2 separate regions of the Mus musculus genome follow, and region 2 is linked to region 1. Evidence: chromatin contacts called from public ChIA-PET data. All regions are on one chromosome and are shown on one strand. The core of a region is the stretch at or near the end of the contact, and the rest is flanking DNA. Distances in the headings are between cores, read along the strand shown.

Region 1 (5,597 bases), core at 1,908-4,407:
CAGAAGGTGAAAGGGTCCCCAGGGGGTTGGTGTGTGTGTGTGTGTGTGTGTGTGTGTGTGTGTGTGTGTGTGTGTGTGTGCGCGCGCGCACGCGTGTGTGTTAAGGGCTGACCACGGATTCACATCCGTTCCCGTATACTCTATTCCACCTGAGAGGTAAGCACAGAAGACCATCACCACACACTACCCCCACCAAACTGCTCCCACCACTCTAGACTCCCTCCCTCAATACTATCCCTTCTCCCCAACCTCAATAAAGACTACAATTATGCACAGTTGTAACTAAAAAGCCCCAGTCAAGTAGACCACAGTCTGGTCCATTGATAAATGACTTTAAAAAGCAGTTTCCTGTACTTCAAGTGAAAAACAATTTAACTTTGAAATCATGTATTTACATAGGAAAAATAAGAATACTTAGAAAATGGAGTAGGGACTGAGAAACACCAAGGACTTGAAAGTAGTTCGGGGTCAAAATTATTAGAAGCCAGGTAAGTGTGCACATTAATGTGTTATTTACATTTCTGAGGCCTTGCCTTTGTTTGTATTACTCATGCTGCAGGCCCTGGGGCAAAGGCACCATGTGCAGTGTAAAACGCTGGGTTTGCTTTACAGTAACACAACACACAAATGTGAATGGCAGCCATACCCAGGGAAGTGGATCCAGTTTCACAGGCTACACTATTGAACACTTGTTGCCATGAAGCCAGATTATAAACTTTTCAAGCATTCCACTCAAAAGAAAAGAGTCAGTGGGAGACATCTAATACCTAACTCCAGCAAACCACTTCTACCTATCCAAACTTTTATAGTTATGTTTAGTTTCTTCTCTCCTCTTAAAGTTAAAATTCCACAGCACCTTGCAGTTCACAAGCAGTACCTAAAACAGAGAGTTAAGGGCAGGCAGGGATCACTGGGATCATATCAAATTAAAAAAGCAAATAAGTTTAGCCCAGACCTTCCTAAAGCTGTACTTTGACTGCAGATTCATTCTTTCTTTCAACAGTTCTGAGTTTGTTGGTACCACCTGTCTTCTCAGGGGAAGAAGGAAGACAACCAGGACGAAAAGAACTCTGTGTGTTACTGTTTTCCTTACTCCACCATCCCGCTGTGCTGGCTAGCTTTATGTCGACTTGATGCAAGTTAGAGAAATTCAGGAAGAGAGAACCTCAACTGAGAAAATGTCTGCATCAGACTGGCCTTGTGGGCAAGCCCATGATGCTTTTTCTGACTGATGGTCCTGGGTACTGTAAGAAAGGAGAATGGGCAAGCCATGGGGAGGCAAGCCACTTAAGCTGCACTCCCTCCATGGCTTCTATTTCAGTTCCTGCTTCTGAGTTCCTGGCCTTAGTTCCTGGATGTACCAGAAGCTGAAATAAACACTGTCCCTCCATCAAGATGCTTTCAGTCATGGTGTTGTATCACAGCAACAGAAACTCTAAGACAGCCCCATTATTCATGAAACAGGTGCCAAGGATAAGAAAATAAATAGGTTTCTAGTGCCTTTTAACAGGAAAAGCCGCCCCCACTCCCACTGTTTCTCCAGGGAGTTCACAAATCTTTACCTAAACAATATCCAATATCCCCATAACTAAGGCAGAGTCCCTGTATATGGAATGTTCAGTGCTCTGGTAGACCAAGGTGAGGTTACAATATATTCAAGTTAATCCCCATAAGCATCCCAAGGGCTATTCTTTCCAGATGAGGAAATCAGGATAAAAGAAGTTACCAACGGAGCCAGGATTGAATGTAAGCTTTGGTGAATCCATAATGCATGTGCGTTCTAGCCTCCTTCTGCTTCTGAAGAGACAAAGTCCTGGGCAGTTGTGCCCACCACTAAGACCAGGTTTAACACTCCTTCCAAGGCTCCCCTGGCTACTAGCACAGAGCACACAAGTGGGAATTCACTTGCACAGCAATTCTGTGCAGATAATACACATAATAATCTTCTCTACTATCATGATAAATGTCTCCCTCAATACAAATGAAAGTACTGTGTTCAAGCACTAGAAACATAGTAAATTCACATCTCAAGTATCACACACAGAAGCTGATGACTTACAGTGACTCAGTGGAACTCATCAGTTCAATAAACTAAGAATTAAAATAGATGCAAATAAAAATGATGTAACTCCTTAAAGCAGTGGTTCTCAACTTGTGGGATGTAACCTCTTACAAGGGGTGGGGTGGAGGTCCTATCAGATATCTTGCATATCAGATATTTACATTATGGTTCATTATAATAGCAAAATTAGTTATGATGTAGCAACAAAATAACTTTATGGTTGGAGGAGTCACTATATTAAATGGCCACAGCATTAGGAAAGTTGAGAACCACTGCCTTAATGTGTCTTTTCCTTAAAAAAGAAAATTAATTTTAAAAATAACAATGCCACATATCTCTTAAGAGATTGTTTGATCTTCTATGATCTTAGGTATATCATATCAATGCTTCCAAAATAATGTCTACAGTTTGTACAGGACTTCAGGTTAAATACACATAACACCCTTGAAACTGGTTTTTGTTCGAATGGTATCTGGCTACAAAACTCCACCATAAATGACCTCAAATAGAGGCAGAGTCTGTGCACATTCCATCAGACAAGAACAGAGCCTTGAGACTATTTAAGGTTTCCTCACATTCTTCATGAATAGTGTGCCTTAGTGCTCTTCAAATTAACTCTCCACTTGCATCATTTCACATTAGAAAGGGACAATAAAGCCAGACACTTCACAGGGACTTTGTGAATACAGGCCAGATAAAGACCAGTCCCTGTCTCCACGATACTGTGATTACTGTATTGCTGCATAAAAATCTTGTACCTCCGGCCAACTGGTTAGGGGACACAGGCTAACAGGTCTGTGGAAGGCAGGCAGCATTCCTCTGGACATCTCTAACAAAAGGGGTTGATGCTCTCTAGCTCTAGCAATAGCTGCTCTAGGTGCTTTGCATGAATTTGGGAGTAATCACCATGGTAACCGTAATACACATCAAACCTCACCTGGCCCATGAGGCTCATTAGCTTTCTGTTCTTTCTAAACAAAAAAGTGCAAGTTTCAATTGAGCGTATTTCCAGGCAAGCTGAAGACTCTCCCAACACACTGAAGGAAACCACACCCAGAAGTGGGGGGTGCTGTGGGGGTGACAGTTGGGGGAGGAGCTGGGTAGGGCTAGAAGTTGAGGCATTGTCTACTTAACTAACAGCTGAAATCATCCCAACTGCTGTGGGTTAGTGAGCACTTACCTCAAACCTCAAGGACCATATAACCATGGGTTTCTACACTGAAGCTCATTTGATTCTTACATGAATACAGTATGTGTATTATCTCTAGCCTACTTAAGGAAACACTTGGAGACCGGTAAGCGCAGTTCTCATGTTTACAAAGACAAGCTGGAAACGTATGCCAGGATTCACAGAAATAACCGTGGGAAAAGCTTAAGATATAATGTGAAGTAAAACATAAAAAGACACACTGAATTTATTTGATTATAATGTGTATGTGGTATGAATAGTACTGGAAACTTAAGTTTGCTGCACTGTCAAATTTCATGTAACTGCTTTCATTTTCATTTCTTTTGAGAATATAGTAATACTGATAGTGTTACATATTAAACATGCTAGGGTAACACAAAGGAGCAGCTAGAAATTTAATTCTGTCTTTTATTCACCCTCAATCCTGCTTTTGAAAAGCCATCAACAGGGCTGGCCAGATCGCTCTGCAGGTAAAGGCACCTGCCAAAAGCCTAGGCACTGGAGCTCAGTATCCCTTATACAGTAGAGGTAAAGAGCCTATTCCTACAAGTTGTCCTATGACCTACAAGTACATGCTATTATATACACATACATGCAAACACACACACATTAAAAAAAAAAAAAGGCAAGAAAACCTTTCACCAGAGTCACTCAGTGACTTAAGGGCTGTGGCTTCCCTCCCATTAGGGAGAGTCTGCAGAGCCCTCAGTCAAAACTAAGGATCACTTATCTCCTCCAGCCTTCTTTCTCCTAGAAGACAAAATCTCTGGTCAAAAAAATAAAAAAATTAAAATAAAAAAGTAAAAAAAAATGCTCTCTCTCCTACCTTATTAGCATCCACTTTAGAACTTCAATTACAAACCCAGAAAAAATAAGTACCTATCAAATAAAATATATACTTAGCATATTTCAAATGCACTTAACAACAAAACCTGAAGGTACCACTAGTCTGGTGTGCACGAAAACAGTTTAACTGAATGTAGGAACAGCATTCAATAAAAATAGAATGTAAACAAGGATCACCATTCAATGCAAGAGATTCTTCTAATTTAATCAAAAAATAGTTTAGATCTGAAGAGACAGCTCAGTGGTTAGAGCACTTGCTGGTCTTGCAGAGGACCCAGGTCCAGTTCCCAGTACCCACATGGTGGCTCACATCTGTAACCCCAGTTCCAGAGGATCCAACAGGCACACACATGGGTGCACACAGATGTATGCTGGCAAAACATTCAAACACATAAAGATAGAGATGGCTCAGCAGTTAAGAGCACTGACTGCTCTTCCAGGTCCTGAGTTTGATTCTCAGCATCCACATAGTGGCTCACAATCATTCGTAATGAGATCTGGTGCCCTTTTCTGGTGTGTCTGAAGACAGCTACAGTGGTACTTATATACAATAAATAAATCATTTTTAAAAGTAGTTTAATAGTATTTAAAAGGCATAAATTCTTTTCATTGAACATTGGAAGAATTTAGAATTTTTTAAAAGATTTATCTTTTATGTATATGAATGTTTTACACACATACATATATATGTACACATACACACAACACATACACACACACACACACACACACACACACACACACACACACACACAAACATCAGATGCATGCCTGGTGCCTGAGGAATTCAGAAGATGATATTACATACCCTGGGCCACCATGTGGATGCTGGGAACTGAACTTAGGTCATCACAAGAGTGACAAATACAAGCTAGGTGGTGGTGGCGCATGCCTTTAATCCCAGCACTTGGGAAGCAGAGGCAGGCAGATTTCTGAGTTCGAGGCCAGCCTGGTCTACAAAGTGAGTTCCTGGACAGCCAGGGCTATACAAAGAAACCCTGTCTCGAAAAAAACAAAAAACAAAAACCAAAAACCAAAAAAAAAAAGAGAGAGAGAGAGAGTGACTAGTGCTCTTGACTGCTGAACCATGTCTCCAGCCCCAAGAATAATTCTGTAATTCTCCTCTAATACCAAGTGGGTAAGTAAAGTGGAATTTTAAAAAATCTCACCAATTTCTTTAACTGCAGAATTTAAAAGTTAAAAAAAAAAAAATCCCAGCCAAAATGATGCTAAGACTTACAAAGCTAAGAACTAGCCATTTTTTTTAATCCTTTAATTTGGCCAGATGTGTTCAAGCTTGTCTTTAATCCCAACACTTAGCAGGCAGAGGTGAGCAGATTTCTGTGAGTTTGAGGCCAGCCTGGCCTACAGAGTGCGTTCTACCAAGCCAGCCACCAACTACATAGTGAGATCCATTCAATCAATCAATACATACATGCACAAGTTTTAAAAGTTCTTTAATCAAAAAAAAATATTAAACTGTAACTATTATACATTTGG
Region 2 (5,597 bases), core at 2,157-4,656, 770 kb after region 1:
GCTAGGGCTTATTTAGGTCTGTAATAACTATCGGGCTAATTTTCTACATAGCTTATAAATAGTGGTTAGCATTTTATAATTCTATTCAAGAATTCAAAAAGGCTTTCCTTTGAACCCCAAAACATTCAAAGTAGTTCAGTAGCTGATACTTTGATATTGGTGTACTATATAAGAATTTAAATGAACAACATACTATTAAGCAGTAAGACTTGTGCCCAACTTAAAGGGTGTCATACCCTAATAAACGAAGAAAAGCCATTTTAAGCGTCTACTGGCTGCTAAAGACTTACTTTCAAATGCACATAAAATACTTACTCTGTAGGAACAACTGCTTTGTTTAAATAGTGGTTCCAAAAGCTCTCTTGGATTGGGGCCTTTGTAATCCTTTTCTTCTTCCTAGAAAAAAATAAGCTTAATACACAGCTTTCCTAGAACTTCATCCAACCCTGCTGGTTGGGTATGAATTCAATGGTTGAATCACAAATGCTTGGAAATAAAAGAAAAAAAGAGCTAACAACTTGAACAAGAACGTATGGGATGTTACTTCTTTTAAATGAACTGAAGTATGAAGCCACAGAAAAACCTTCTATAGCACTTCATTCTCTTTTTAAAAAGGTTCTGAAGTATCAGTTTTCTGACAATCCTTGTAGACTTATTTCAGAATTTTTAATCACCCATATTCCCCCCTAAATTCTAGCTATTAAAGTCTTAGAATGGTTCTATTGTGGAATGGTGCTTTTCAGTTTCCTTCATATTTTTATACTTCAGGCTTGAGCCACACATGTGGGTGGATTTTGTTTTAAGGGGGTTTAAAACAGCATGGGATAGCTGCCTTGGACAGACTTCAAATATGGAAAAAACTTAAGAAAAGCCCTGAGTCTAATATTTCTACTTTGCAGACCATGAAAATGTAAATTGGCTTAATCAATGCATTGGGTAGAGGAACTGAGTTTCTAATTGGTCCAGGGATGCACAGCTAACCGTAGCCTATACCTCAGCCTCCTGGCTCTAGGCTGTTGTCTTTTACACCTTACTATGTTGCTTCTCCTGCCTCATCGGGAAAGAAGTCATCGCCCTGAAGGATGGCTAAGAGGAGTTAGGTTGTTTTAGGAGGAAGAAAAGGGCATGCGCTGAGGTAGTGAGAAAGTATAAGGAACCTGGAGAATTATTTATTATAAAAAATTCTTTATGAAAGCACTATGTTTACATTAAAAGCTGTATTGTGTTCCACAAACACCATTTCTATAAAGGAAAACAAGCAAAGAGTTAGCTTTTTATTCAAAACATTAGTAACTAATTCCTCTCTCCCATTTGTAATTTTAGACAAGGTCTCACAATGTGTCTGTCCAGCCTGGCCTTAAATTCATGGTAATTCTTCTGCCTGAACCTCTTAGTGTTGAGATTAGAGGTGTGAACATCACACTTGCCTGGTTGCTAATTTTTCTAAAATAAATTCCCAATTTAATATTTTTTGCTACAAGGCTGTTGAGACGCTTGTTACTTATTTTAATATATGATCATAAGGCTGTAAAATGCATCTTTAGTTAGAGAGATCAGCAATATATGTATAAAAAACATACCTCATCCCCACTTGTCACAAGTGGAAGTATACATTTGTATTTTTCTTTATGAGCAGTTGTCATGATGATGTAATTATCTTCTTTATACAAAACTCCAGTTGTAGGCTAGAAACAGAATCAAAAGCATACATTATTTTTTGTCAGTTAAGGTGCTTTACCCTGAATACATTCAGTGCTCTTTAGAACAAAGGTTCCTCAAGTAAATTGACCAGTTCTACTGAAGATTGTTAAAGCACATTTTCAGATGTAGGCAAAATAGTGTAAACATCTTTAAATGATAAGGAGGAAATTAAAAACTGTATACTGTTGTCCTATCTAACAGAAAAGATAAAGTTTGGGCTGTAAAAGAAAACTAGTAAGGCAATAGATTGAAGTTTAAATGCTAATTAATACATACATTGAGGCTATACATTGTGGCACACACCTTTAAGCCCCGCCCTCAGGAGGCCGTGGCAGGCGGATCTGTTTAAGTTCTAGTTTGCACTTGTTTACTTTTTTGGCGGTGCTGGCAATGGAATCCAGATCTAGGTGTGTGGTAAATTTGTCTGTAGTAGTTACACATGGATAGACATTTCAGCACTACAATCATTCAAAACTGAATTTCCATTCTTGTTAGATTATACACCAAAATCTCGTATTCTAGGACTGGAGAGATGCCACAGAAATTAAAAACACATTATTACTCTTCTCGGAGGGGTGAGTACAGTTCCCAGTTCTCACATTGGGAGCCTCACAGCCACTGGCTCTTTCATTCTTGCCTTTTTACACAATACACATTAATTAACGATCATAAAATCCTTTTTAATCTCATGTTCTAGAGTCCTAAATAATAGTGGTAATACATTCAAGCCTCTAGTCTATTCTGCATGGCCAGTAGTATTCCGCATATAAGCTCACTAATATCTTCCAAACCAAATAGCCCTCTCAAATGCCTTAAGGGAAAAGATTCTCAGAAGCTGTATACGTCGTTTTTAAGTGTGTGTTGGAGAGAAAGAATGAATAGAGATGGGACTCCTGTCTGTTGGACGGTTGTGCGGGTAGGGTGATGTGCTAGTTAATTCTAAAACTTCCTCCACAGAGTGGGGCTGTAGAGAAGCCAGATCTAACGTAATGAGATTTAAAGGAGGGAGATGAAGTGACCGCTGATCTCCTAGTTAGTATGGAGGGCATATCCACTTAGTGTGCTAAACGAATTAATGAATGAACGAACACACTTAGGCTTGGGGTCGATAAATGCTTGGGAAAAAAAGGTTCTGGAAGAAAAAGCTAAGGAATCGAGGGCTGGCCCGAATGCTTCGTGCCAGAAAGAGGGGAGAAGGCTGCGGCTCGTGAGGGCACTGACCAGAGAGAACTCGGTACCAGGCCAGTTGACTCGGAAGGGGATGTCGTCGCTGAGCTGGGGCAGCGCTCGGCCGCCGCCGGACGCCTCCAGGAGACCGTACAGAACCAGCAACAGTGGCCCTCCGGGGACCAGGCTCCGCAAGCCGCCGTCTCCTTCCTCCATTGCCGCGTCCTCCAGCCACCGTCACAACCTCCTCTACCAGAGGAGAACAGGAGGAGGGGAGGAGGAGGGGGAGGAAGGGGGGGAGGAGGAGGGGGAGGAGGAGGGGGAGGAGGAGGAGGAGGAGGAGGAGGAGGAGGAGGAGGAGGAGGAGGAGGAGGAGGAGGAGGAGGAGGAGGAGGAGGAGGAGGAAGAAGAGGAGGTACTACAAAGCGTCCTTAGTGCAGGGGACCCAACCGCCGCCGCCACGTCTCCTTGCAGACGGCTGGGCAAAGCCGCCTCCGCCTTACAAGGGCTTGGGGCCACCGCTTCCGGGGCAGGCAGCACATCAACATCCGGGGTTGTTGAGTCGGTGGCCTACGGAAGCCCGCGCTTGGGTCGCGTTGCATTGCGTTGCTGCTGTAGCATCCTAGCGGTTGGACTCAAACGCAGAGGCCCGGGACTGACGCCGGTTGAACGGGTCTGGAGACGGCGCTTGGACGAAGCGGCCCGGCCAGGTGAGTCCTGGCCCGCGCGCTCAGTCCAGCCGCTAGGGACTCTCGGGATTTGGGGGTGAGTGGGCGGCGGCCCGCTCTCAGAAAGCAAGTAGAGAACCGAGCTGTGCAGAGTCGAAGTAGAACTTACAGTTCCGACTGAGCTGCCTACCCTCCAGTCTTTTGCTATTTGCACTCTCCATCTTCTCTCCAGAAGCTTCTCTTAGTTTCTTTTGATGGCGACTGTTGTCACGTCTGTCTCAGATGCTGTGTGTTTGGGGACACCCCCAGTGACACCTGCCACGTCCTTCGACTTTGGCATAGATTTGTTGGGTGGCTAGGCGCGTACAGTCCTGCATTTTTACTTCAGGAGAAGTTTTCCCTCCCTTGACTCAAGTGTTGGACTGTTGTTATTTTACTTAAGTCCAGAAAGTTTATGTCAAGGCCAGAGCCAGGTGAATGTGAAGTTATGAATCAAGTTACAGCAGACTGAATATAGACAGAAAGTTTTGGTTTTTGTCCCCTTCTTGAAAAAAGAAAATAATGTCCACATTTTTTTTCATCTCCTGTGTAATAATTTTACAGTGTTTGCCATAGAACATTTGGTAAGGACTGCCCATGTTGTGGTGTTAAAATCCACTGGGAGAAGAGACTTAGACTCAATTCAAATTTAGACTAAATGAACTTATTCTTACTGTTGGCAGAAGGAAGGGAGCCATAGAGCAAATACAGCCCACCATGCAAAAGGTGAATTAAGGTGGGGCTTTAAGGAGGACATCTGAATTACATGGATTACTGATATCCATGGAGTCTACATCTGATCAGGAAAATTGTCTCACTTCTCTCAGTTGTTTCTTACTTTCTCATTATACAGTAATAAAAAAAAAAAAACCATTTTATCCCTTCCCCAAAGCGATAGTAAGTTTTACAAAAGGCAAGCAGCCTTTAATGCTTTATAGCCCCATTGTCTGATTCTTATCTATCCATTAGGATCTCCCAGGCATTCCAGAGCAAAAGACTCATTGGCCAGTTAAGGGAAGCCTGGCTCCACGTTAAGTTTCGTCAGTCATCACAGAGGACTTCTACTCTAATGACTGAGATAGAGCAGTTCATTTTTCAGTGGGTAAAAACATAGTGCCACTAGATTAAGGCTGGCTGTCATATCCCCACACTCAAATTTGAACCAAATCAAAAAGCAGGAAGAGCAGTCCGTTTTTCAGCTTTGTAAGTTTTCTTTAAGGTAAAGACTCACACTATTAAAACAATATTGTTCTAGAACTGATGTTTTGTTCATTGCATTAGCTCATCATAATGTTTAATGTGTGTCAGGCATTGGGATTGGTAAGCTAGAGAGTAAATGGGCTCCTGTCATTTGTATCTCATTTTCTATCATTGAGATACTACAAATGAATAATTATGAACTAGGGGCTAGAGAAATGGTCCAGTTACTAAGAGTACTGGCTGCTCTTCTAGAGGACTGGTGGTCCCAGCACTCACAAGGAGGCAGGCTCCAACCATCTGTAACTGCATTTTGAGATCTGACACATGCATAGATATGCACAACACAAAACACATCATCATCATAGTCTCATAAAAATTTCTAACTAGATAGAATAATACCTAACATTTATTATTTAGTTTCTGCTAATCATAATATGACTATAAATACTTCTGCTGCGGCCACCTTGGGCACAAACTCGGCAGACAGTCCCACGGTCCCCTGAGGACTCTCCATTCTCCAGGTGCCCTAGCACGCCCAGGATCTTAGGATCACTGGTCAGTAGAACACAACATCTGTTCCAACACCACCAGGAGTGCCTGGGCCCAGCAGGAGCAGGGACATAGGAACCTTGCCCGACCAGTGGCTCAGGTTCCTTCTAGTCGGCACTGGTCTACCTTGGTTTCGATCTCAGTGGACAGCTCCATGCCCCCCACAGGAGGTACCACTTCCAGGGGCTCTAACACGTCCAGAATCTTAGGATCCTGGGATCCCAAAGAGCTTGGTCACGTGAAGATCTTGGTCACGTGAAGATCTCAGGGTCT

What was found. ChIA-PET counts read pairs in DNA pulled down with a chosen protein or histone mark.
Region 2: a contact with region 1 is called in an RNA polymerase II ChIA-PET map of memory CD8 T cells, with 30 read pairs. The contact joins the promoter of Asb3 here to the enhancer-like site in region 1. A contact is called at or near these places in 5 of 39 promoter capture datasets (the C10 cell line, embryonic stem cells, liver and 2 more), 3 of 484 Hi-C or Micro-C datasets (CD4 T cells, LSK cells and regulatory T cells) and 6 of 115 datasets of contacts at active chromatin or transcription factors (double positive thymocytes, embryonic stem cells, epiblast stem cells and 2 more).

What each region holds. Positions count from the first base shown.
Region 1 is chr11:30,184,179-30,189,775 of GRCm38.p6, forward strand. The region is part of intron 1 of Sptbn1 (spectrin beta, non-erythrocytic 1); the gene reads right to left. Among named protein-coding and RNA genes, the nearest start is that of Sptbn1, 33 kb to the right of the region's middle. Within about 2 kb of position 3,158, at least 66 of the 459 cell types and tissues checked have an H3K27ac peak or open chromatin away from gene starts, as enhancers often do. A contact at or near this core is called in double positive thymocytes, embryonic stem cells, epiblast stem cells and 2 more, where this site is marked.
Region 2 is chr11:30,950,992-30,956,588 of GRCm38.p6, forward strand. It overlaps Asb3 (ankyrin repeat and SOCS box-containing 3), which reads left to right and starts at 3,407. Exons shown (of 10, transcript NM_023906.3): 1 at 3,407-3,578. Erlec1 (endoplasmic reticulum lectin 1) reads right to left here and starts at 3,140. Exons shown (of 14, transcript NM_025745.3): 1 at 2,923-3,140; 2 at 1,581-1,685; 3 at 316-396. The coding sequence starts at 3,084.